4 separate regions of the Mus musculus genome follow, and regions 1, 3 and 4 are each linked to region 2. A link is a contact called in public promoter capture Hi-C data. All regions are on one chromosome and are shown on one strand. Each heading gives the region's core, a stretch centred on a gene start, on an enhancer-like site or on the middle of the called end of the contact. The rest is flanking DNA. Distances are from core to core; before and after follow the strand shown. Region 1 holds the start of Ddrgk1 (DDRGK domain containing 1). Region 2 holds the start of Snrpb (small nuclear ribonucleoprotein B). Region 3 has its middle 41 kb from the start of Pdyn. Region 4 holds the start of Pdyn (prodynorphin).

What was found. Promoter capture Hi-C pulls out the DNA fragments that hold promoters and counts their contacts. Capture Hi-C pulls out chosen DNA fragments and counts their contacts.
Region 1: a promoter capture Hi-C map of adipose tissue shows a contact between it and region 2. The contact joins the promoter of Ddrgk1 here to the promoter of Snrpb in region 2. A contact is called at or near these places in 1 of 39 promoter capture datasets (erythroid cells), 1 of 484 Hi-C or Micro-C datasets (CD4 T cells), 2 of 115 datasets of contacts at active chromatin or transcription factors (effector CD8 T cells and memory CD8 T cells) and 1 of 9 other capture datasets (adipose tissue).
Region 3: a contact with region 2 is called in a promoter capture Hi-C map of hippocampal neurons, with 4 times the contacts expected there. The contact joins the enhancer-like site here to the promoter of Snrpb in region 2. A contact is called at or near these places in 3 of 39 promoter capture datasets (the HPC-7 cell line, embryonic stem cells and hippocampal neurons) and 4 of 115 datasets of contacts at active chromatin or transcription factors (bone marrow-derived macrophages, embryonic forebrain and embryonic stem cells).
Region 4: a contact with region 2 is called in a promoter capture Hi-C map of embryonic stem cells, with 2.4 times the contacts expected there. The contact joins the promoter of Pdyn here to the promoter of Snrpb in region 2. A contact is called at or near these places in 9 of 39 promoter capture datasets (the 3T3-L1 cell line, the HPC-7 cell line, cranial neural crest and 5 more), 3 of 484 Hi-C or Micro-C datasets (gonadal supporting cells, tail fibroblasts and uterus), 19 of 115 datasets of contacts at active chromatin or transcription factors (the 230-238 cell line, SST interneurons, acute myeloid leukemia and 8 more) and 2 of 9 other capture datasets (adipose tissue and embryonic stem cells).

The regions. Positions count from the first base shown.
Region 1 is chr2:130,661,202-130,665,984 of GRCm38.p6, reverse strand. It overlaps Ddrgk1 (DDRGK domain containing 1), which reads left to right and starts at 1,340. Exons shown (of 9, transcript NM_029832.2): 1 at 1,340-1,510; 2 at 2,431-2,637; 3 at 3,796-3,908; 4 at 4,147-4,248. The coding sequence starts at 1,420. It also overlaps a transcript of Itpa not described here.
Region 2 is chr2:130,176,836-130,181,772 of GRCm38.p6, reverse strand. Snrpb (small nuclear ribonucleoprotein B) reads left to right here and starts at 2,409. Exons shown (of 7, transcript NM_009225.2): 1 at 2,409-2,539; 2 at 4,607-4,758. The coding sequence starts at 2,537.
Region 3 is chr2:129,738,440-129,743,080 of GRCm38.p6, reverse strand. No RefSeq gene overlaps it. Among named protein-coding and RNA genes, the nearest start is that of Pdyn, 41 kb to the right of the region's middle. Within about 2 kb of position 2,305, at least 7 of the 459 cell types and tissues checked have an H3K27ac peak or open chromatin away from gene starts, as enhancers often do. A contact at or near this core is called in hippocampal neurons, where this site is marked.
Region 4 is chr2:129,696,510-129,701,355 of GRCm38.p6, reverse strand. It overlaps Pdyn (prodynorphin), which reads left to right and starts at 1,418. Exons shown (of 4, transcript NM_018863.4): 1 at 1,418-1,648; 2 at 2,861-2,920.

The DNA of each region.
Region 1 (4,783 bases), core at 91-2,590, 490 kb before region 2:
CACATATAAGCATATATATTACATATATAGGCCAGGTAATTAATATACATATATATATATATATATATATCACATATAAAATAACATTTGTTAAGAAGCCAGCCAGGTGTGGTGGCACACGCCTTTAATCCCAGCACTTGGGAGGCAGAGGCAGGTGGATTTCTGAGTTCGAGGTCAGCCTGGTCTACAGAGTGAGTTCCAGGACAGCCAGGGCTACACAGAGAAACCCTGTCTCGGAAAAAAAATAATAATAATTCAGGAGCCAGGCAGGTCTGTGGTGCCACATGCCTTTAATTATAACCAAGGAAGAGGCAAGCAGATCCCTCTAAGTTTGTGGCCAGCCTTGTGTACATATTGAGTTCTAGGCCAGGCAGGGCCATATAATGAGAGCTCAAAGAACTAAAACAAAACAACCCATCCTCAAAAGATGGAGGAGCGTCTGGACATCAGGGTGCACACCTGTACTCCCATATAATCCAGGCACTTATGAGGCAGAAGCAAAGGATCAGTTTAAAGTCACCATCTACTATACACCAAGTCCAAGGCCAGCCTAGGCTACCAGATACCCTGTCTCAGAACAAAACCAAACAACTAAAGGTGGGGGGCAGCTGCGATAAAATTCCAGCAAAGCCTCAACCTTCAGCCGAACATGGATCTAAATCTCCAAATATACGGAAAGAACGTAGGTGCTAGAGATAAAGCTTACCGTAACAGCGCTTGCCTGACGCCTGGAAGGCCTTAGGTTTATCAACATTGAGAAACAAATTACAAAACATTCCACATTTACAGAAAGTAATACAATGGATGCCTAACTTGCAGTATTAATAAGATATTCGTACACACGTTGCATTTTTCAGTGCTCCAAATTAAACTAAGGGCCTTGGCCATGAGTGCTCTACTACTAATCTACAACCCCAGCTTAGTCCCCTACTTACTCGCCCCACTATTTTCTTCCTTTTTCTTTCTTTTTTTCTTAAACACTTATTTGACGTGTATGAGTGTTTCGCAGGTATGCATATCTGTGTATAACCTGCGTGCCTGACACTCGAGAGGGTCTGAAGAGGGTTTTGGGTCCCCTGGAATTGAAGTAATAGAAGGTTGTAAGCCACTATGTGGGTGCTGCGAACTGAACCCTGGCCCACTGGAAGAGCAGTCAGCGTCATTAAATGCAGACGACCTCCATGTTGCCATATAGCCAGAGACGACCTTGAAATGTTGGTCTCCGAGTCTCCACTTCCCGAGCACTGGGATGGCAAGCAAATGTGGCATCAGGGACTCTTCAGTTAACTGAGGCCCAGGTCAAGCCCAGGGTGGGGGCGGAGCTCAGCGAGCGGCTGGGCAGGGCGGACGGTAGTGGGCGGGGCCTGGCGATCCGGATCCCGCAGGCGCGCTGGCTGCGCTGCCCGGCTGTCTGTCGTCATGGTGGGGCCCTGGGTGTATCTGGTGGCGGCAGTTTTGCTCATCGGCCTGATCCTCTTCCTGACTCGCAGCCGGGGTCGGGCGGCAGCAGGTAGGAGGTGCCGCCGTCCCAGGGCTGGAGGAATCCGTTTTTCAGAGTTCCTGGGCTTTGGTAGGCCCTCGACTCGTGCGCATGCACTGACGAGCTTTCCTGTGCTTACGAGGAGCTTGTGCGCTGGCCCGAGCTTTGCGCACGCGCCTTAGGACACACTCGGAATTAGCGCGGAGCCCAGAGCTGGGGATGCAACCTAGGAACCAAGCCTGCCTTTCTACTCTGCACCAATAGGAGAGGCTGCCGGTTTTCTAATCCTGCCCAGTGTGTTCCGCTTACTAGGAGTAGGAGGGCTAAGCAGCCTTAGGAAACTGAATGCATCTCCCGCCAAAGAGGGCACCCATGCTGCTTTGCCTCGCCTCCACCAGGGTTAGAAGTGGCCTGGCACTGACAACCTGACAGTCCCCCTTACTAACATTTCACGTAAGTGTAGGAGTTTCTATATATCTCTCTGATGCCTGACCCCATAAGCCACCTCAGAGCACCTCTGTGTCCCACGGGCAGAAGAGACAGAAGCTGAGGTAAAGCTGATTGCCAACAAGTCTTCCAGGGAGGGACGATTCAGCCTCGACTGTGACATGTAGTCTCTGGTTGGCGTACCCTATAAAATCATAACATAGCAAGAAGTAAATGTAATCTTGCAGCGGGCATGGAGCGAGATCTGTAAACCTCAGGGTGAGAGTATCCTCACAGGTCGCCTGTTCAAGATGAAGATATCAAAGGAGGTAGGAAATGAGAAGTGAGCATCAGGCCAAAGTGTGCGTACAAAAAAGGCCTTGACAAACCTAAGTTGGGACTTGGTGCTGTGGGCAGCAATAGTCTGAGGTGGTTCAGCAGGGGGATGAGACTCCCAAGATCCTGTGCTTCACTCTCTTGAAGATGGGCTGCTTGACAGTGTTATGATTCCTCCCTCCCAAAAGCTGACGGAGAACCACTGCACAATGAGGAAGAGAGGGCAGGAGCAGGCCAGGTAGGCCGCTCTTTGCCCCAGGAGTCTGAAGAACAGAGAACTGGAAGCAGACCCCGGCGTCGGAGGGACTTGGGCAGCCGTCTACAGGCCCAGCGTCGAGCCCAGCGAGTGGCCTGGGAAGACGGGGATGAGAATGTGGGTCAAACTGTTATTCCAGGTAAGAGGGCCCAGCCTGGGGGAGGGCTGGATTAAAGGCGTTCGGAAGTCTCCCAAGCTAGAGACACACAAGGAGCATGAAGCCAGTGGAGGAAGGACATTTAGTGGTAGGACTGGAGTCTTGGGCCTGGGCTTTGGTCCTTGAAGTCAGCATTTCTTAACTCAATCCCTGTTCTATTGGGCGTCACTTCCTTCATCTTGGTTCAGTGCAATTAGCTGTAACCCTAGAATAAGTGCTTAGAAATAGAGACATTTCAGCTGATATTTACATCCACACAGCAGACACTTGGAGTCTTACAAAATCCGCATGGTTGTGGGAAAGAATGTGTCTTCTCTAGTACTTGAAGTCTGGCTTGGTAGGAAGAAGAGAATTTAGGGGAAATTGGGCTTTGGCTTTGACTCCTTGGGATTATTAGCCCCTTTGTCTTAAAAAGAGACCTTCAGTGGGTATGTGTGCATGCTTATAACTCCTGCACTCAGAAAACAGAGGCAGGAGCATGGGAAGTTTCAGGCCAGCCATGCTTATATAGCCGTTTCAAAAGCAGCACCCAGCCGCAACAAAGAGACCCTCTCTTCACCGTCCGTCCTGTCTCAGATTTGGGTCCTATACTCTGAGGCCCAGGCATCAGCGTATCAGTTATTTTCAGCTGGCCCTGGAGTAGTCCTGAGGTTAGGGTTATTTTTTTCTGTCTGGCTCTGTTACGATAAAGCATCCTTTATTTTAAAGATAAAGCTCCTTTGGGAGGTTGTAGGTAAGGTTGAAGGAGTCTGAGACACTCATCAGTTCCTGACTAGAACATACAGGACGTTGGATTTATGCAGGAATAAACTTCCTTGGAGGTTTGGCACAGAGACAGAAATTAGGGACTTCTGCAGGTACATATGAGTCTCAAACATTCAGGTATTGACATCTTACAGCTGTGCAGTATCTAAGTCTCCTTTGTCCCTGTGTGTGGCCTTCCACCACCACCACCACCCCCCAAGTACATAATGTGTTTGTTCTTACACTGGTATGTGTATGCACATATATGGTAGATGCTTCTGGAAAGCAGAGGTAGGTAGAAACCACCCCTACCCTATCCCTTAAAGAAAGTCACAAGGGGCGGGGGTGAGTCTTCTCTGTCTAGGACTCAGATTGTCTTTGTCTGATCATACTCAGCCCAGGAGGAAGAAGGCATTGAGAAGCCAGCAGAAGTTCACCCAACAGGGAAAATTGGAGCCAAGAAACTACGGAAGCTAGAGGAAAAACAGGCTCGAAAGGCTCAGCGAGAGGCAAGCAAGAGGTTGGGGAATAGCTCCAAGGGGTAGGAAAAGAACCAATCTCTAGTTCCCATGACAGACTGCCCTTGGGGTTCCTTTTACGCTCTGCTGGTGTTTGCTGTCTCCCTGGCTTTGTGGCCTGCAGTCTTAGCCCTTGTCCTGGCCCAGGCAGTGGCTTTCTTTGGCCTCTGTGGGGGGTGAGAAAACTAGCTAGAGGAAGAGGAAATGTGCTATAGAAATCTCTCTCTAGGCAGAGGAGGCTGAACGTGAAGAACGGAAACGCCTAGAGTCCCAACGTGAGGCCGAATGGAAGAAGGAAGAGGAACGGCTTCGCCTGAAGGAAGAACAGAAGGTAAGATTGACCCTGGACCCTGTTGCCTGGCCCATTAGTATCTAACCTTGCTCCCAAATGTCTCCATCCTACAGGATAGGCCATGGTACTGGGTATGGTGGTGACTCCTACCTATAATCCCACTCCTACCTATAATCACTTGAGAAGCTGAGGCAGGAGGACAACCTGGACTAACTAGCTAACTCCTGTCTTCAAAACTAAGGATTGACCATGGACCCAGCACAAGGGCCTGCCTCAGAACATCACCTGCCGAAAGAGCATGGCTTTGACCTGAGAGTCTCTTTCACACACACACCCCCTCAATTTTATGTGTATGGGGTGGGGGGTTGAAAAAAGGAGCTGGGTATGATGGTACAGGGTTTTTATACTTTGGGAGTCAGAGACAGGCCAATCTCTTAAGTTCCAGGATGGCCAGGGCTATGTAGAGAGATCCTGTCTCCAAAAAACCAAAACAAAGCCTTTTACGTGTATGGGTATTTTGCTTGCATGTATGTCTGTACACTGTGAATATCCCTGGTGCCTATAGAGGCCAGAA
Region 2 (4,937 bases), core at 1,160-3,659:
GATTATAAACTGAAGAAAAGAACTGACTATGCTTCATGTCCTCATTACTTTGTTCTGTTCTGTTGTTTGTTTGTTTGTTTGTTTTGAGACAGGAGCCTGAGGAGCCCAGCCTGGTTTCCAACTCCTTGTGTACCCATCTCACTGTCTGAGTGCTAGGATGGTAGGCATAGCTTACCAGGCCCAGTTTATACAGTGCTGGGGATCGAACCCAGGGCTTTGCGTGTTCTACACAATCTACCCAATGTACCAAAGTCTTAGCACCATTCCTTGTTTTCGTAACTTGACAAAACTTCTGAGATGGGAAGGGAGGAGTAATAAGGCCAAGAATTCAGTTTTCAACATGTTAAATTTAGCCTATCTGCTGGGCAGCTATTAAGCAAGTGATTTTATATAAAAGACCAAAAGTTAGAAAAAAAACAAAAACAAAAAACCAAGGTCAGAGGAATAAATTAGAAAGTTCTAGGCATATAGGCAAGGATTAAAGAGTAATGGAGCCAAATGAGATTAATTCATTAATTCATTAAACAAACACTTACTAAGCCCTTTATGCTAAGCAGTATTCTAAATAATAAACAGTTTACAAAGAAAAATCCATAATGTATCGGAGCTTACATGCTAGTGGGGCAATAAAATAACTTAAAAATATATACAGTACTCTCTTATCCAAGTTTCAGGTACCTTTGGTCTATCAGTTTGAAAATACTAAATGAAAATTCCAGAAATAAGCAACTAATGTTCTGTGTCATGCACTGTTTTGAGTAGCAGGAAGAATGCTATGTCTTGGCCTTAACCAGAGATCAGCCCTTGGGGAAGGTGTCCATGCAGGTGTCCACGCTGTGTGTGCTACCCACTCAGTACTCATAGGATCTCACTGCACTGGCGGGCCTACACTGCAGCACTGGTGTTCAGGTAGTTCCTGTTATCTTTTTGTTTTCGTTTCGTTTTGTTTTTGTTTTTCAAGATAGGTTTTCTCTGTGTAGCTCTGGCTGTCCTGGAACTAGCTCTGTAGAGCAGGCTGGCCTCGAACTCACAGTGATCAGCCTGTCTCTGCCTCCTGAGTGCTGGTGTTAAAGGCCACCACTGCCTGACTAAATCCCGTTTTTGTTTTTGTTGTTTTGTTTTTTCAATAATTTTCTTTTATTCACTTTATATCTGGATCATAGCCCTTGCTCCCTCTTCTATTCCCAAATCCCGCCCTTACAAATCCCCCCCCCCGCCCCCACCATTGCCTCCATCCCATACCACTGTTGGTCCCAAGGGGGATTCCAATCTCATTCAGATGGGAAACTAAATAGTCATTGGAGGTGGATGGACAGAGGGAACTGGGTAGGGGAGGAAGGGGTGAGGAAGGGAATGGGTGGGGGTGGGGGTGTGATGTGGTGGGGAGGAGTTGGGGTTTTTCTCTGGTGGCTAGCTGGAGCCTGGGGCTGGGGAGGATACCTATGGAGGTGACTCTAGCTGAGATTCCTACCAGAGGGGGATATAGAGACTGAAGTAGCCACCTCCTGTAGCCAGGCCGGACTCCGAGAGGCGGGAAGGGGACATCAATCCAAACTTCGACCCAAAATTTGTCTTGCTTAAATCCCGGTTTTTAAAGTCAATTCAAGGGTGCCAAAATACACTTGCGTTAAGTGAAAAGGATATGCATATCGTAAGCGTGCTTATGTAGAAAAAAAATTAGCATATTGTGACTTGGGGAGTTACTCCGAGTCTGGGAAGGCATGCCCTTCCAATAATAAGGGGACTACGGTTTAGTATGTCAGATAGCAATCAATATTTGAAAACAAGCAAAAAGGAAGCGCGAAGAGCCTGAGAAAGTTGCATTTTTTTTTTTTTTTCCTAGAAAGAATGGTCAGGAAAGTCCTCACCAGGACTGTCATTTCTGTTTAAATCCTGGAGGTAAGGGCATGAGGGTGTGCATATACCTGCGAGTCTAGCGCTCCTGGTGAGACAAAAGCAAATGCAAAGAGGGAAGAACATAGAGAGAAGCTAGAGAAGTGGCTTCCTAGAGTGAGTTCACAAGAGCGCTGGGTGAGAACTGGATGGGAGTGGGGTCTGGGACATCGGCGTGTAAACCAAGCACTCCAGCGGAGACTTTAGCTGGGGAGGTGTCTGTCCTCCAAGGATGTTTGCCGCCCAAGTATGGTGTACGCCAGCATCTGGTACTAAGAACGCGGTGGGTAGGAGGATCCGAAGCTCAAGACCCAGTGAGACCCGGTCTAAAGCAAAACAAAACGAGGAGGAAAACTCCAATAAAATCAACAAAGGGGGGGAAAAATCCACCCAAAACAAAACAAAACAAAACAAAACCACCACACAATCCGTCAGCTGATGCTAATGCTCCGCCCCCTAATTGCGTTCCAGAGACCGGAACTCCAGGTCCGAGGCCGGACCGGAAGTAGCTTCACTAGCGGCGGCATTTTGCAGGCAGCATTTCCGTTAGCGGCGGCGGCGGGAATCCAGCGGCTGGCTGGCTGGCGACTAGGCCTCTGTGGCAGAGAATCCGGCGGGAATCTGAGCCATCCGAGCCGCCACCATGGTGAGAAGGCGCGGGCTGGCTGTAGGGCGCTCGGGGGTGCGGAACGGGGCGGTAGCTGGCGGCGTCCGTGGGCTGGAGCCGAGCCGAGCCGCCCGTGGCGGAGGAGGTCGGGGTGGAAGCCGCTTCATCCCAGCGCCAAAGGCCTGGACTTGCCGTGAGGCTGCGACCGGGTAGAGGGGAAGGCCGACCGGGGTACAGAGGCCGATGCGCGGCCGTCAAACGTCGTGTCCCGGAGCCACGGCGGTTTCGGCCCCGCGGCCTCCGTAGCTTTAAACTTGGGCGTCAGTGTGTGCCCGGGCTTTTGGAGCTGGCGCAGGCCTCGGGCCGACCGGGCAGCGCCGGGCGAGGCGGAGGAGTAGCGGAGGTCACGGCCCGAAACCGGAGTCGAGCAGCGGAGGGAGCGGGAGGCTGGAGGAGAGGGTTTGCCAGCAGAGCGCGCGCGACCTTGCTTCTCGTATTTTGATGTTGGGCTGTGTCGGGCGCCGGGGCTGCACCCTAAAGTAAGTTCTGTCTTCACTTGGGCCAGTTTCTGGCCAGGCAGTCCTAATATAGCTACAATATAACTAATATCGCAGTGGTAGCTCAGCGTTAGGCAAAAGTAACGGCAGTGGGAGGAACGAGAACGTTTTCTCCAGGAGGTGACTCCCAAATGATTGTTTCGGGGCACCCGGCTCCCCCATGGGAGGGAGGGTTAGCAATCTGGAAAACTGAGAGAGCAAAGCAGTCGATGGCACGAACTTTCCAGGAGTCTGGTTGCTGAAGGCCCAGTCTTGCTTTATCCTGTTGGTAGTGAACGATCGCTGCAAGATTTTTCCCAGGCTTAATGAACTTAAGTTCTTAAAGGTCAGCCAGGGAAAGTGGTCTTTGCTTGAAATCTCAGTTTGTTATAATTTCTGTACTCAAAATCCTAATTTTATTTAGTTTTGGCTACAGACCACATGTAATAAATACCTCGAATCTCTCCAAAAGATTACTCTAGTTGCGTGGCTGAAGAAACCCGAGGTGCTCAAACAGGATATTGCTTTTCTTTTTTCTTTTTTTCCAAGAGTTGACTGAGGCAAGTCCTTACATAATCTTCAGCCGGAGTAGCCTATTTTACCAGTAAAAATGAATGACACTGGGTCCAATTTTGAGGATCAAATGAAATACACAATCCCTTTCAAGGGCCTGGATATACAGGGAGTATCCAATAAGGTATATTAGCTGTTACTAGGCAAAGGGACCGATGTATGCTGATCCCCGTGAACAGTTATGTAAGGGGATTAAGCAGAAAACACAATCTGGATCTTTAGGTTAGGATGGGGTAATGCTTACGGGAGTGAACAGCACTTGCAGTTCCTGGCAGAGATGATACTTGGGTGGTTGGGGGTGGCATAACGCCAGTTAGATGCGGGTGGGGGGGCATGTTTCTGAGAGAGACAGGTACTTCTGTTTACCTTGGGATGTGTAGAGGCTCCCCCTTTATTTTTGCAAAGCTATATTGGAAGCCAGGATAGAAACTGTTGTTGCCTTAATTAAAAATTAAGGATAACAAGTTATATATCAGTATTAAGTATCCAAACTAATTAACACTAGCCCAGTAAAGTTAACCCTATTACACCAAGCCCTGGAGGCATGCTAACCAGTGCTTGGTTTGAGGACTCCATTCTTGCTTCAGACTTGATTCACTTTCTGGTAATACACTTTTCCTTAAGTGGGTTTTTGGTGCCAGTCAAATTCCAGTTCTTAGTTGTTTTGATGGATTTATATGTTCATAGCTCTGAGTCTGCCATTTAGTATGGGTGGATTTGGTTAATTTGTGGACACTTACAGTCCCCCGAGACAGACACAACATAAGCAAAGCCACTATAGTCTGAGGAAGATGACTTTTTTAAGGGAAGGGAGACTAGCAGGTTACCTGGCAGAAGTCTAGGCTGAAGCTGGGCGATAGGAAGAGTCTCAGGTAAAGACTGTGTGGAAGACAGTTGGAAATTGTTGAGAGATTAGTCTGGTGGAAGACTTGGGGGAGGGCCAGAAGTGAGAGAGTGCAGAAGAGCTGAGCCTCCCTGATGCCTGTTCTCCTCACAGACGGTGGGCAAGAGCAGCAAGATGCTGCAGCACATTGACTACAGGATGAGGTGCATCCTGCAGGACGGCCGCATCTTCATCGGGACCTTCAAAGCCTTTGACAAGCACATGAACTTGATCCTGTGTGACTGTGATGAGTTCAGGAAGATCAAGTAAGGAGAGGGCTGTTGGGCGGGAGAAGGAACTGAGGAGGAAGTGGATGGGATGGGCGGGCCACATGCTAGTGCTCTTGCTCTCCTGCTTTTGATTTAAATGGGACCGTTGGCCACCAAGACATATCTTCCTTCGTCCAGCAAACCTTGCTCTCTGAGTCTAGCAAAGTGGAAGAGGT
Region 3 (4,641 bases), core at 1,056-3,555, 440 kb after region 2:
ATTTTCTTCCTTGTTCATTCAACAACCTTTAGTTGCCTCTTAGCCCTGGCCAGTGGGAAGCTTGGAGACAGACTAATCAGTCTCCAAGGTCAAATAGAAGGCCACTGTCTAGCAAAGCCCAGGCCCTCATACCTCTCTTCCCTTCATGGCAATTTCCTAATCTGTTGGCTGTCTCTGTTGTCCTTTCAGAAAAATTTCATTTGAAGCCATGTATTTCAAGATTAGGGTAGATAAATGAAAACCTTCTAAGCAAAGGACACTTAATTTAAAGTTGAATGAATCTCTAACAAATCAACTTCCTTATTTTCCCAATAAAGAAGTTAAAATCCGGCATACGAAAGCTATCACCCCCTGGGTCACAGAATCGTAGCTGAGATGATGATGCTGGTCTTATGACTCCCGTTCTGGGTCTCACTGCAAGGGACCTACTGCCTGTCTTCGAGATACGAAGGTGACATCACCCAAGGAAATAATTAGACCAGAGAGTTAGCCATGATTCACGGCTGTCTTCTGAATTTCTAAATATAGGGATGAGAAGGTCAGGCAGAGGGAGGTGTCATCCAGCCCAACGAGTTCTCAGAGGCACGTGCTCCCTTACCTACAGAGATGGGGTAGGCTGGTTGCCTCTTTGCAAATGTTACTTGGGACTCGACTCATATCTTAGCTGCTCCTAGATTGTGGACGGATTAATTTCTATTCCTTTGGGGATGCCTCTGTTCACTCAGCTAATGTCCCTGTCCTCTTTCCCTTGAGAAAGATACAAGGTCATAGCTATTGCAATTGGCAGAAATTGCAGACATACAAATTTGAAAGCTGTCCACCTATAAATGTAACTGTGAGCCTACGAGGTGACAGCCTGTGCTGCAACGCATTTCCTGTATCTCAGTTTCTGCGAAATAGCTTCCAAATCTGCCTACGGCCTCACTTTCCGCTTTTACTTGTATCTCGAAGACAGGCAGTAGATCCTGTGCAGTGAGACCCAGAACAGGAGTCATAAGATCAGCATTATTATCATCTCAGTTATGATTCTCTCTCTCTCTCTCTCTCTCTCTCTCTCTCTCTCTCTCTCTCTCTCTCTCTCTCTGGGTGGGTGGGTGTGTGGGTAAGTGTGTATGCGTGCACTCCTGTCTGTCTCTCTGTCCTGACAAAACACATATGTTAATATGTCTTTATGGTTGACTTAGAACTTGCTATGTAGATCATCCTGTTCTCGACTTGCAGAGATCTTCCAGCATTTGCCTCTCAATTGCTGGGATTAAAGGCATGCCCCACCCTGCCTGGCTACCATCTTGTCCCTTACTAACAAAGGGCTTGGATGGAGTTGTCCTCTAGTCCAACTAATTCTCCTCTGGGTAGCAGAACTGTTGTCATTTTAAAGATATAATTTATTTACAGAAAGTTCACTTTTTTTTGGTGTACAGTTCTGTGAATTTTGCCAAGCACACAGTCATAGAACCACTATCAGAATCAAGAGTTAACAGGGCTCTGATATACCTAAGGTTCCCCTGGAAACTCTGCAGCCAGTGCTTCTTTCCATTTCTAGCTCCTGACAATCACGGGTCTATTTTCTACTCACAAAGTTTTAGCCTTTCAAAAATATCACACACAATAGAATTACATAGTGAATATCTCTTTACAATTGTGAGTGCTTTACAGTTGACCTCATGCATTCAGCAGATGAATCCTACTCTCTTTGTCCAGGTTGTTTTCTGTGCTGTTTGCTTCTCTTGTTGCTAAGTAGAATCCCACTGAGCTAATGGGCAGTTTGTTGATCCTTAGTCAATGCCTGACTTACTTCCAAGTTTCTGGAAGCTGCTACAAACAATCACCTGTAGTACACATATGTGTATGTGTGATATGTGAATACATGTTTGCATTTCACTTGAGTAATTCTTAGAAATCAGTTATTGGATGGGTAGTGGTGGTACACACCTTTAATAGCAGCACTCAGGAAGCAGAGGCTAGTAGATCTCTGAGTTCGAGACCAGCCAGGTCTACAGAGTGAGTCCTGGACAGCCAGGACTATGAAAAGAAACCTCATCTTGAAGAAAAAAAAAATCAATTGCTGGGCTGGATAGTGTATTACTTGCTTTTTGTTTGTTTGTTTGAAGCTGTGACAAAATACTAGACACAAACAACTTAAAGAAGAAAGGATTTGGTTTTGTTCACAGCTTCTAGCCAGAGTCCATCACTGCAGGAAAAGCATGGTGGCAGGAGTGGGAGGCAGACAGTTACATTGTATTCACAGTCAGAAGCCTAGAGAGGTTGATTATGCTGGACCGACTTTTCTTTTCCTAAAATGGTGTAGCCCAGATTGGCCTCATGATTCTCCCCCACCGCCTCTTCAGCATCTGCCCACCAGTGTTTGGGACCACAGTGGCTCTTCCTTATTGTTGTTCACCTGACCCCCAGTCAGTTGGCCAGTGCTGCCTACGTTTAAGGAGAGTATTGGTGCCCCAGTTAAACCTCCTTGGAAATGCCCTGACAGACCTACACAGAGGTTCATCTCCTAGGTGATTTTAGACCCTGTCAGGTTGGCAACAAAATGAACTATCACAGATGGTGAGAGTATTTCTAACTTCAAATGGAAATTGTAAAATTGTTTTTCAAAGTTGTAATTCTCACAGTATGTGAAGAGACTATTGCTCCAGTCTTAGCTGCATTTGGAACAGTTTAGAATTTTTGTGTTTTATTACTTCTTTGAGTATTTTATAAATGTATTTTGATCGTAGTCACTGTCTTCTCCCAACTCCTCCCAGATTCCCTCCTTTCCTACCTAACCCTGTGTCCTCTTGCTTTTAAACCCATTGTCTTAATATCTTCATTGCTGTGAAGAGACACCCTGACCAAGGAAGCTCTTATAAAGGTCATTTAATTGGAGCTGGCTTATAGGTTCAGAGATTCATTCCATTATCATCAAAGCAAGAGCATGGCAGGGTCACAAATTCCACCCCTACAATGACACTTCCTCCAACAAGGCCATATCTCCTAATAGTGCCACTCCCTTGGCCAAGCATATTCAAACCACCACACCCATCAAGTACAACTTGTACTATCTGAACATTCTAGAAAGTATGGCCTTCTACTGGAGCATGGTCAACCTACCAGCGGTGACTCCCTTAAACAAAACTGACTCTCTCCCACTCTCAGTAGCCGTCAAGTTTTAAGAAGTTTTGAATGAATGTTCTTAATAAAAACTTCAAATGTGTGTTATGGGTTTAGCTCAGTGGGTAGAGTAGCTTCTGTGTAAACCTGAGGATCTGTGTTTGGGTCCCGGGGACCCATGTAAAAGCTGTATGCTACAGTGGACATCTGTACCCCAGCAGGCAGGCAGATCCAGGAGGCCAGCCAGGCTGAAATAGTGAGCTCTGGGTTCACTGAGAGAATCAGTGCACCCAAAATATAAGATGAAAGAGAGAAAGACGTTGTAGCATCAACATCTGGTCTCCAAATGTGGCCAAGAGGGCAAATGCATCTCCGTGCACAGCACACATACATGGACATGCATAACTGAGCACACACAGTTAAAATGTTACCACTTAATGACAATATGAACTAACCAGTACCCCCAGAGCTCCTGTCTCTAGCTGCATATGTAGCAGAAGATGGCCTAGTCGACCATCACTGGGAAGAGAGGCCCTTTGGTATTGCAATCTTTATATGCCCCAGTACATGGGAATACCAGGGCCAAGAAGTAGGAGTGGGTGGGTAGGGGAGCAGGGTGGGGGGAGGGTATAGGGAACTTTCAGGATAGCATTTGAAATGTAAATAAAGAAAATTAATAAAAGGAGAAGAAGAAGAAGAAGAAGGAGGAGGAGGAGGAGGAGGAGGAGGAGGAGGAAGAGGAGGAGGAAGAAGAGGAGGAAGAGGAGGAGGAGGAGGAGGAAGAGGAGGAGGAGAAGGAGGAGAAGAAAGAAGAAGAATGTAACCACTTTACACCCCCCCCCCCCAACTCCCGAGATATTCCCTCACATATCATTGGTCTTCAAGATCTTACAGATCTGGATGCCCGGACTATTCTGACTTCACTGGAGGAACCCGGCTCACTGAGGACTAAGTCTTGCCTAACGTTAGCAAATCAAATGTCTTGGATTCTTCAGGAATGTGGGAGTTGAGAAGTGACTTATCTCAGAAGAGACCAATCTTGTGTATCTCCACTTCCATTCCATAACCATCTGAGAGTGGGAATGCTGATAACATACATTTTGCCAAGTTATTTCCATGTTTACAAGATTTGCCCAGCTTCCTATTTGACAGATGAAGAAAAAAAATCTTGTATATTGTAGGAAACTGAAGTTCACTCAGGGGAGGGTAGCTGACTCTCTAGCCAAAGCGACTTGGGCTCAAGTTTTGGCTCTGCAATTATTTGCTGATCATCTCCAGTAAGATGCTCCATATATACAACCAAGCCAAGCTGCATCTACTTTCCACACTGGAGAGGATTAGATGAAATACTATAAACATCACGGTTAATATTTTTATTAATTATTCCATGTGGAATACTCGAGCCTTCCACGACTTGCTCTGAACCTAAAGACCCAGCCTTGTCTTTATCTCTACTTAAATACTCCATCTAGTGCTAGGGCTCTTTATGCTTAGAAGTCTTCTCCCATTTCTCACCCAGCAGGAGACTTCCCTATT
Region 4 (4,846 bases), core at 169-2,668, 480 kb after region 2:
AAGAGGATGATGCCCCAGAGAAGTACAAAGTGTGGCTGGTACATCAGAGCCTGATGACGTAATCACCATTACCTGGAGGACAGCTGTAGGGAAGTCCTGGCCACATGCCAGCTATGGCAATTGCTTTTGGCATTTCCTCCTTTCACTATGCCAAGATCCCAGTGGGGTTCTTTCCCCCATTCTACAGATAAGCAGATTGAGGCTGAACCCACTCACTTGACTTAGGGCTCTGCACAGATGGGTGGCAGAGGCAGAGACCAAGCTGACACATCCAATGTTACTACTAGCTGTAGCTGTCATCGACCTTGTTCAGGTAAACAGATCAAGTCACAGACACTGTAGAACCAAGTCCTCAGAGTGGGCGTTTGTCCAGTAGATGATGGGAAGGACCAGATCCATCTAGGTCTGGGTGATGACTTGCTGTGTTCTGTGTCCAGTTTCTAAGCTCTCCAGCCTCTGCCTCTGCGCCTGGCCAGAATGTGAGGATTAAAGTTGATGTCTTTGCTCACTGCCTGGTGCAACCCAGGTGTTCATGACACGGACTGCCCAGCCAGCCTCTGCTATCCCCCCCCCCCCACAAGGTGAACATCTCTGCAGCTGACTACAGAGACAAGCATGTTTCCTTCCAAACTCAGAGACATGGGTATTCTGGGAGGTGTTTGCAGCCATCCTTGTTTGTGAGAACCAGGGGCTGCCAGAGAAAACTGAATATTGAACGGCAGCCTCTGGTTGAGGAAAGGCAGTGTCTGGCATCAACTCAGACAGGTGCCCAAGTCACCTGGCACTCTCAGGCAAATGTACACTCATATGCATGCTAGTGTGTGTGTGTGTGTGTGTGTGTGTGTGTGTGTGTGTGTGTGTCCCTGCCAACATGGAGCTGAATGTTCCTCTTCTATAACCAAGACCTCTGCTTTGAACACTTCAGCATATCCTTTGGTTCCCTATATTTTGAGACAGCCTTTGTTTCTTGCATTCCTCCTCCTCCGACCCCCTGTTCCTCTTTTTCTCCTGATCTTTGATAGCCTCTGTGGCTGTGGCTCTTTCTCTTTTCCTCTTACTTTGCCTAGGCTTCCTTGTGCTTCAGACATGCCTCTCTCTGTTTCCATTCTCTGATTCTCAACTTTTTTTTGCCTTTCTATTGGACTCTCTGCGCCTCTCTCTGTCTCCTCCTATCTCTGCCTTTCCCCCACCTTTGTCTCTGTTTTCCTGTGACACTCTCCTGGAGATGCTGAAAAGTGGCCGCATTGAAAGTGACAAACAGCGCTACACCAGAATCCACCCCCGGGCTTCGCGAAAGCATCCTCCTCCACACCCACATCACCAGGAGCAGCTATTGTGTCTCACTCGGGCCCAGGGAGTTGAGTGGAAGGACCCGGGGGTCTGAGCGTTGACTGCTCTGCCACTCCCCCATTGGCTCCTGGCAGCCTGTGCTCTGTGAGCGAGCGCTGAGAGGGCTGAGCGACAGGGGGAGACTCTCATCTATAAAAGGGGAATAAGGCTCCAGAACTGCCATAGGGGGATTTGGTAGCCCTCGTCGCTTCCTCTGTGGCACTTCTCTGAGCTAGAGTCAGGGTACCTTCTGAATCTTGGATCGGCCACCCTACCACCTGATCAGCCAGAAGCCTGCCAGGGACAAAGCAGTAAGCAGGTAAGATCCGCAGGGCGCTCAGGCTCTCTGGCTTTATGCATGTGCTCCTGGTGCTATGCAGGGGCGCCGGTGGGAGCTTGGACGGGGGAAGTTAGGTTTGGGTCTGGTTACTCAGCACAGGGAAATCATAGTTTCAAGGTGAGCTTACAGAAGCTCAGAGAGTCCAAAGAGCTGCCTGTCCTCTGGAAACCATGCCCTGAACAGTCCTGGCGCCCACAGGTGCTAGCGGGGCTTCGCCTCTGCCACACAGCAGTCCCCACACTAGTTTTCAGGATCTGAGGAGAAGGTGGTAGCCTGAGTGGAAAACTGAGAGGTTTCACTAATTAGCATGATCTTAAAGGTCAACGTTCTCACTGGACTTAGCTTACACAGGTTGGGAACGTTAATGAGGTTCAGGACTCGGCATTTGCCAAGTACCGATCTGCACCATCAATGCATAAATAAGTGCCGTCCTTTTTCACTCTTTTTGAATCACGTTTAATCTCTGACAAGGTGCTGATTTGAGTGGCTTCCTTTGATTTCACTCAGAATGAAGTCTGGGGTTGTTTGGTTGAAAGGGAACTAGAAAGGAAAGCAAGAGCTCGGCTGGATACCCAGTCTGAGGGGGACTTCCCATGTCAATTTCACTGTGAAAGGACTTGTTGCTTTCCTGTAAATCACAGTCACGCTACCGCTGGAGGCAGCTAAGTTAGGCTGGTGGAGGCTCTTTTGAGGAAAGTCACCCGCTCTCTGATAGCAATGCTCATGTTTAAAGAAAGTGCTGTAGAACCCCAAAGTTTGACATCAGCAAAAAGCTGGCGAGCTTCAGAGACGGCGACTGTAGTCACCTCCATGATTGAACAGTAAATTCTGTGTCTTGTCACTTTTCCCTGTGTGTGTGTGTGTTTTCTGAGAACCTCTCAAGATTTACAAGTATCCCTTAATAAAGCCTCCGAGCTCTTTAGGTTATTGGATCTGGTTTCGAGTACCCTCCCACAGAGAGCAAACCTTCATTATCACCCTTCTGCCAAGGGTTGGTGAAATACACACTGATATCTTTCTAACCTGACAGGCGTTGCTGTCAAGATCTGTTGCAAAACCTCTCAGAATGTCAGTCCTTTTCTGTTCCTAGTCATGGGGGTTTCATGCCTACGCTCTGCTCACCCTCCTCCTCTGCTCACCTCACCAGTGCTCCCATACCACCCCACTTTATCTTTTGTTCTGTTTTTACAGGTCATTCATCCCCAGGCTTTGAGATCTGCGTGGGGGAGCTCTTGAAGCAGCCCCAGCAGGGTGAGTTATGTGTGTTGTGTGTGCATGTGTGTGCGTGTGTATTGGCATAATCCTGAGCCCACTGCTTTGTCCTCATTGTGCTAAGTGTGATGGGTGGCAGGTGACTCCTCTTGTCTCCAGGAGTAGCTGGCAGATGGGAGTGCGGTGTCACAATGGGTCCACGGATGCTGTGTGGTAGGATCCACTGTTTTGACACCGTAGGCTACTCAAGCGGTTGGGTCAGGGCTGTTTGAGAAGACACGTGGAAGGGTGTGATAACTCTCAGGACTTCCGGAGCTTTACCTCAAGAATTTTCCATGTATTGCCTAAGTGTGTGTGACCCCTCCTGAGCCTGTGCTGAGTTCAAACCCAATGGTCTTCCATTATTTGCTGCGTGTAACTTTGTAACGACTGCTTTTCCTTTTTCAGCCGTAATCTCCTCACCAATATAATGAAGATAATAATAATGTCCTTTCCCTATGTCACTACAAGACTCCTATGGGAGGCTGTATGCGCCTGGCATTTGGTAGGCACTCAGTAAATGCTATTATGGCTACCTCTCTGATGACTCAAAATGGTTGGCTTCAAAATGAAGCCCTCCCCTCTCTTATAAGGCATCGTCAGTCATCCCATTCCATCCTGCTGCGCGCTCTTCCGGGGAAACCTGACAAAAGTCAAATATTTCTGGGACCAGTGTTCCTCTCCCCACTCCTACAGATGACGCCATTGCTTCATCTGCCGCTCCCCACCCCCACCCACCCCTGAGCAATGACGTCCCTCCCTGACATCCCACCCCACCTCCAGTTATCCTGGCACAACGTTTCCATTTATCAGATCTCTCCCTCATTCTCCGAGGGGTCTGCAGTTGCTGGTTTGGTTTCAGAGCATCTCTGAGAAGGTGTGGTCAGCAGACAATCTCTCTTCAGCAGTTTGCTCCTCTTGGCTGATAAGTGATTGGCAGATCTTATGAGGTCTGACAAGGTGCTAAGACAACACACAGCAGACCACACTAGGGGAGATTGTAACATCAACTGAGTCCTTTGCAGCTCAGCCCGGATCCCACTCCATACTCCCACAGGGGCTCAGTGGTCATATCTATGAGGCCGGTGACCTGCTCAGGAGTTTCCCCCTCACCCTACCCCCAGATGCCCACTGACCAGGATGCTTAGCCACTAGCTGCAGACACACTTGCCGGAGAGTAAGGTGTCTGCAGCGGCTTCAACTGCCTTTGCCCCCAGTCTTATTCTATTTAACTTGATAAAGGTTTACCGAGCAGTTATTATGTAGCTCAAGGGGCAGTGCGGGGAGGGAGCAGGACACCACATTGGCATTGTCTTCTTTGCCCCTCCCTTCTCTTTTCCATTCACCCACTTGCCCAGCATCCACACTGACTCTGCCCCCACCTTGCCCCTTGTCCCTTTCTTCTGACTGTTCATCTCTCTCCCTGCCCTCTCATTTTCCTTTTGCCATTCTCCTTATCCTATAACTGTTCAAATGACAATAAGGGAAGGGATTCCTTACAAATCCTACAGGAGAAACATTCCTTTAAAACTGCAGCTAATGTTATCACAGAGACCCTGACCATGGCGGCTGAGACAACAGGACTGTGCTTCTGTCTGTCTCTCTGCACAGCAAATGTAATGACCTTTCGGTAAGACCCGCTCTTATGTCCATACTTTGATGCTTGCTGAACAATAGATTGGCTCATTTTCTGCTCAGGACCCAAGCCACACTGCAAACTTATGGCCTGCGCTCTATTCGTGATCGTATCTCAACAAGGAGCGCTTCCAAGTTTCAGAGCCTTCCTTGGCCAGCCCCTTGGGAACCCACCAAAACGAACTTGCTGTTTTCCAGTAAGGTGAAAAGTCCTGAAATTGTTTCATTTTCAGGGGTGTGTGGAAGTCTTGGGGATAGCCTGCGGGACATGCCAAGTGCCCTTACACCTCC